2 separate regions of the Neogale vison genome follow, and region 1 is linked to region 2. Evidence: chromatin contacts called from public Hi-C data. All regions are on one chromosome and are shown on one strand. The core of a region is the stretch at or near the end of the contact, and the rest is flanking DNA. Distances in the headings are between cores, read along the strand shown. Region 1 holds the start of ARID1B (AT-rich interactive domain-containing protein 1B). Region 2 overlaps ARID1B (AT-rich interactive domain-containing protein 1B).

The links. Hi-C and Micro-C count contacts between places; a contact is called where the count stands out from the background.
Region 1: a Hi-C map of fibroblasts shows a contact between it and region 2, with 6 times the contacts expected there. The contact joins the promoter of ARID1B here to the enhancer-like site in region 2. A contact is called at or near these places in 2 of 3 Hi-C or Micro-C datasets (fibroblasts and muscle).

The regions. Positions count from the first base shown.
Region 1 is chr1:10,586,940-10,589,639 of ASM_NN_V1, forward strand. It overlaps ARID1B (AT-rich interactive domain-containing protein 1B), which reads right to left and starts at 1,381. Exons shown (of 19, transcript XM_044243328.1): 1 at 1-1,381. The coding sequence starts at 1,381.
Region 2 is chr1:10,411,521-10,414,220 of ASM_NN_V1, forward strand. The region is part of intron 4 of ARID1B (AT-rich interactive domain-containing protein 1B); the gene reads right to left. Among named protein-coding and RNA genes, the nearest start is that of ARID1B, 180 kb to the right of the region's middle. Within about 2 kb of position 1,306, the one cell type or tissue checked has open chromatin away from gene starts, as enhancers often do. A contact at or near this core is called in fibroblasts, where this site is marked.

The sequences.
Region 1 (2,700 bases), core at 131-2,630, 180 kb after region 2:
CATAGCCGCCGCCGCCGCCGCCGCCTCCTGCTGCTGCTGCCGCCGCCGCCGCGGCCGCCGCCGCCACAGCTCCCGCTCCTGCTCCTCCTCCTCCTCCTCCTCCTCCTCCGCTGCCTCCTCCTCCTCCTCCTCCTCCTCCTCCTCCTCCTCCTCCTCCACCGCCGCCGCCGCCGCCGCCGCCGCCCGCGCTGGGCCTGCTGTAGCCCGGATAATGGTTGTACTGGCTGTTGGGGTACCCTTCGTGGGAGTTCTGCAGGGGGTCCATGCTGTTGGGGGCTCCGGCGGCGGCTGCGGCGGAGTGCATCATCCCCATCCCGGGGCTTTGTTGTCCGCCATGTTGATCAAAGCAAGGCCCAGTGCGGCCGCCGGGGCCGCCGCTAGCAGGGGCAGCGCTGCCATAGTAATTATTAAACTCCGAGACGGCTGCCGGGCCGCTGCCGCCGCCGCCACCGCCGCCGCCGCCCCCGGGCACGGCGACCGGCGGCTGCTGCGCGCCCAGGGCGCCCAGGCCCGGGTGCTCGAACCGGCCGCCCGCCGGCTCCCCCATCTTGGGCGGCGCGTCGTCCTCGTCGCCCGGCTTGCTCAGCAGAGGCTGGCCCGGGGGGTCGGCCTGGCTGCCCGCGGCACTGTCCTTGGCGCCTCCATGTTGCGGCTGCTCCATGTCGGGACCCGGCTGAGCCGCGCCGCCGCCCGCGCCGCCGAGGCTGTTGTTGTTGGAAATGGGATGTTGCTGCTGCTGCTGTTGCTGCTGCTGCTGCTGCTGCTGTTGCTGCTGCTGCTGCTGCTGCTGCTGCTGCTGCTGCTGCTGGAACTGGTTTAGCTGCTGCTGTAGTGCGTGGTGGTGGTGGTGGAGGTGGTGGGCATGGTGGTGGTGGTGGTGGGCATGGTGGTGGTGGTGGTGCTGCTGGTGGGGCGGTGCGGCGGGGGCTTCGCCAACGGTTTTCAGTTTGTGGTTGGGGAGCAGCCCCGTCTCCATAACCGAGCCCGGGCCCGACGAGGAGGAAGAGGAGGACGCCGCCGCCGCCGCCGCGGAGGAGGAGGAGGACAGCGCGGCGGCGCTTCCACCCTCCTTGAGAGCCGCCTCGGAGCCGCCGCTCTTGGCGCTGTTCGTGCTGGCGGCGGCGGCCGCCGTGCTCGCGTTATGGGCCATGTTCAGTTCGTGACGGGGGTGCAGGGGGTGGTGGTGCACATTATTCAGGCCGCCGCCGTCGCCGCCGCCCCCCAGCATGGGTCCCGGTGCCGCCGCCGCCGCGCCGCGCGCCCCCGCCTCCAGGTCCCGGGCCCCGGGCGCCGGCCGCGGCCCGGGGGGCGCCCGCCGCTCGCCGCTGCCCGCCCGCGCCCGCGCCGCCGCCGCCGCCGCCGCTGCTGCCCGCGCGGCCATGATCGCCGCGGCGTGGCCAGGCCGGGCGGGGGGCGGGGGGAGACAATAAAACCCACTTTTTAGTCAGCGGCCCCTCCTGTGCGCATCCACACGCCCCGACGGGAATCGAGCGAGCCCCCTCCCCCTCCGCAGGCCCCGCCGGAGCCGAACCGGGAGGCACGCCTTACGGTCTGGGCCTGTTCCCGCTGTGTGATTTCATGGTGAAAGTTTTTAGTTCAGGTTTAAATGAAACTTTTCTCTTTTCCTCTCTACCCCGGATATGGGTAAATACACGACTGACTGCGCCTATCGGGCCCAGCATGGCATGAGAGGGAGCCGAGCGAGCCCGAGCAACTATTATCCACTTCTCTCTGATTACTCGCGTGCACTCGCAAAACGCGGACTGGACTCGGCGCGGGCCGCCGCCGCCGCCGCCGCCGCCGCCCGCCGGGCCCTGCGCCCGCCGCCCGCCGCCCGCCGCCCGCCCGCCGCCGGGGCGCAGCCTCGCGGGCACCCGGCTGCCCCGGGCCGGGGGCTTGGGCCGGCTCCGCAGGCGCCCGGAGCGCGGCGGCGTGGGGCGACGGGAGGCTGCACTTTCCCCTCGTGCCCCGTCTCCTTGCCAACCGGCCGTTCGCGTGTTTGTTTTCACGTCTAAAAGGAGCGATACAAAGGTGGAAAACGAGTCTGACGAGCAGACAAAAGAGGGAGAAGGGCTGGGGAGCAAAGTTGTCTGTTGGCCTCCAAGGTTTGGGGGAGCCGACGGAGAAAGAAAATATTTGGGCAATCTGTGCAAAAGCACTGCCTGTCCCAGGAGTTATGTAATTTTTCAGACTGTTGGCCTCTCTGCCTTGATTCGGGCCATCGGCGTGATTGCCACAACTTCTTCAAACTGCGAAATTTGAAAGCCTTTAAGGGAAGGTTAGCCGCATTCAGGGAGTGCTGTGCCCTGTACACAGCAAGTGCTCAGTAAGTGCTGAGGCTGGCGGCACCTGCCCCAGAGATGATGTTTATATAACGATTTTTTAAGGCATCTCATATATGCGTGTAGGCTTATCAGTGAAAACGCAAAAGCATTCCCAAAGGAGCATTTTTCTTAAAATGCCCGTTTCTGTCCTCTCTGTAAAGGGAAAGTCTTCAAATAAGTAGACTGGTGTGTTATGCTCCCACTTGCACGTGGAAATTTCACTACAGGTGCCATAATAGTGACAGCTGAAGTTTATCTCATGTCTTCATAAATCTATATGACGCCTTTCATCATATTTCAGAGGTAAATGTGCACAATTAACCCTCTTGATATGGGTTCGTTTCTAAGCAGTGTGAAACAAAACTAAAAAGAAATA
Region 2 (2,700 bases), core at 56-2,555:
ACAGCCAAGATAGAGACAAGGGATTTAGGTTTATCACATGTGGTTTGAGAAGGCAGAAGTAGAATCCAAATCCAAGAAAGCATTTCAAGTTAACCCAAGGAAGAATTTCCTAACAAATACTTTATGAAGGCATAAGGTCCATATCATGAGGCTTTCAAAATGATATTCCAGAAGCAGTTCATAAATAAGGTAGGGAGGCATACACATATACTGTGTGAACTTTTAAGAGTCACTATTATTCTAATGACAAAACAATCAAGAATCAACAAATCATAAGTAATATAAGTTACTGGTCTCAGACCAAACAGATTAAATTGAAAGACTATCACTTCGAAAGTTACATTAACTGGGGCACCTGGGTAGCTCAGTCAGTTAAGCATCCAAACCCTGGTTTCAGCTCAGGTCATGATCTCAGGGTCCTGGGATCTAGCCCAATGGTGAGCGTCGCGCTCAGTGGGGAGTCGCTTGTCCCTCTCCCCCTGTTCCTCTCTATACCCCCCCAACTCTCTCTCTCTCAAATAAATAAAATCATTTTTAAAAAGTTACATTAACTAAAACATTTTCAAAATGTCCCACAGTTCCCCACAACTGTAAATAATCTTTCCTTTAACCTCCTATGTGAAGGTATAGTACAGGAGAGGGGCTAAAAAGAAACTTGAAACAAAAGAAACACTTAAAAAGAAAGTTACTGCTGCAGTTCATGGGGTAAGACCGGCCAGTCAACATTATCTCTCTCTCTCTCTCTCTCTCTCTCTCTCACACACACACACACACACACCTCTCACCCTCCCTCCTCCTCTTCATTTTTAATATTTTAAAGCTTAGTTCCGTAAGAACTTTGTCTCCTCTGAAATCATGGAAGATGGAGCAGATAATGGGTTAAGACCAAAAAATAAAGGAGCAACAGAGCAAATCTGACTGCATGTTTGAAAAAGCCTATAAAATGTTACAAGCAAAACAGGAAAGCCTGTGTTAATAATGCATAAACCAAGAGAGAAAAAAAGCTACCCATTTAATGGAATAATGCTTTTATCCTTGCAGTTAAAATGAAATAAACCATGACTATTAATCTAGTAAGACCATGTAAAAATGTAATTTTTAAACATTTACTAAAAGGGAATAGTTCAGTAACCACTCTAAAAATCAAGGCCTTGTGTACAGCAGCGTTTAGACGCTAAATACCGATCTCCTGTCTGTGGACGCCATTACCCACCCTGTCACCATAGCAACGCTAACAGTATGCCTGACTTCAAAGACAAAGATGTAATTTCAGACTTCCAGCAGCCAGAGGGAGTGGTAAGAATATTCTACCCAGGCGGTGTCAGCTGATGATAAATTATAAAAATATCCAGGAAGGTTATGAGGAGGACCGTACCACATATTCTCATATTCCTGGGGGAAGACTTATATTAGGCAAACACACTGGGAGACGGCAAGAGTAAAATAAAAAGTAAACAAGAAAGAATCTCAATGGAATCTGATTTTTTTTTTCTTTTTTAAAATTACATGGTACAGAGTTCCGCCTCCTTTTCTCTTGCTCCCAGGGGAAAATAAAAATAGCTTCTACCATCCCCTTTCTCATTCAAATGAAGAGTGACTGAAGACGGGCATGGCTGTTCCAAGGGACTTGCAAAACCACCTCGAGAACTGCTACTCCTACATTTGTGAAACTCCCGCATTTGTCAAAAATTCTTTTAAGCACACGCAGGCAGGCAGCTAAGGGAGCAAAATCGATTTGTGTGCTGCAGCTCCGGAAGGGCAGCTACCCTGCCTGCCACCGTTCTAATCCCAACAAACTCAAGGTATTTTTTAAGCCCTCGAAGGGAAACAATTTTGCAATTTACAGGGGTTTTTTGTGTCTTAACACACACACACACACACACACACACACAGCGGACACAGACACTGCTCCTTCATGATTTTCTAACTGTTTGATTTTTAAAAGCACAGGCTTTGGAGCTGAGAGAGCCACAAAATCTTGAGCAAGTCGTTTTCCTGGAGGTCATGAAATACAAAAGAATGAACCCTGGAGTTCAAGTCCTCTTAAAGAGTATCTACAAAGAGGAATTTATCCTACTAGGCCTTTTTTACTTAGAGCAAGTTATAAATGACAAGACTGGCCAACAAATGAACAGAGGTAGTTTCCTACAACGTTTTGTTCTGGAAGAGTAAATGTATGTTAAATTGTCTTTTTGTTGAATTCCGTTACACGGTTTGGGCTCAAAACAGTCCAACTCCCTCAAAATAACAGGAACATGATACAGCTGCCCCAATAGACCCCGCTCCCCTTCCCCCTAAAGGCTGATAAATGGCCAAGAGCCAGTGACGGTTGTGGGTTCAAATCAAGCCGGCTGTCAAGATCTTCACGCCTCCTGGCTGGGCCACAGGCTGCTCACCACACCCATTCCTTTTTACAACATGAGGCGCAGCAACGGACACAGAGCACAAGACTCTTCCACGGTCAGTCCTGGGGGCAGAAGCGGAGGAATCACACCAGCTTTAGCATTCTTCCCACTAGAACTCTGGAGCAGACAGATTATGGGTTTATCCTGTTTGTCCTGAAGAACGTATCTCCAATTTTATAATGTACCCAAGTCAACAGATACCCTCCTACCCCCAAACAACCAAAAGAAAACCAAAACTAAAAAAACACCACTAACTTTTGCCACAAGATGCAAACGGTCATGGTACTAAGTCATT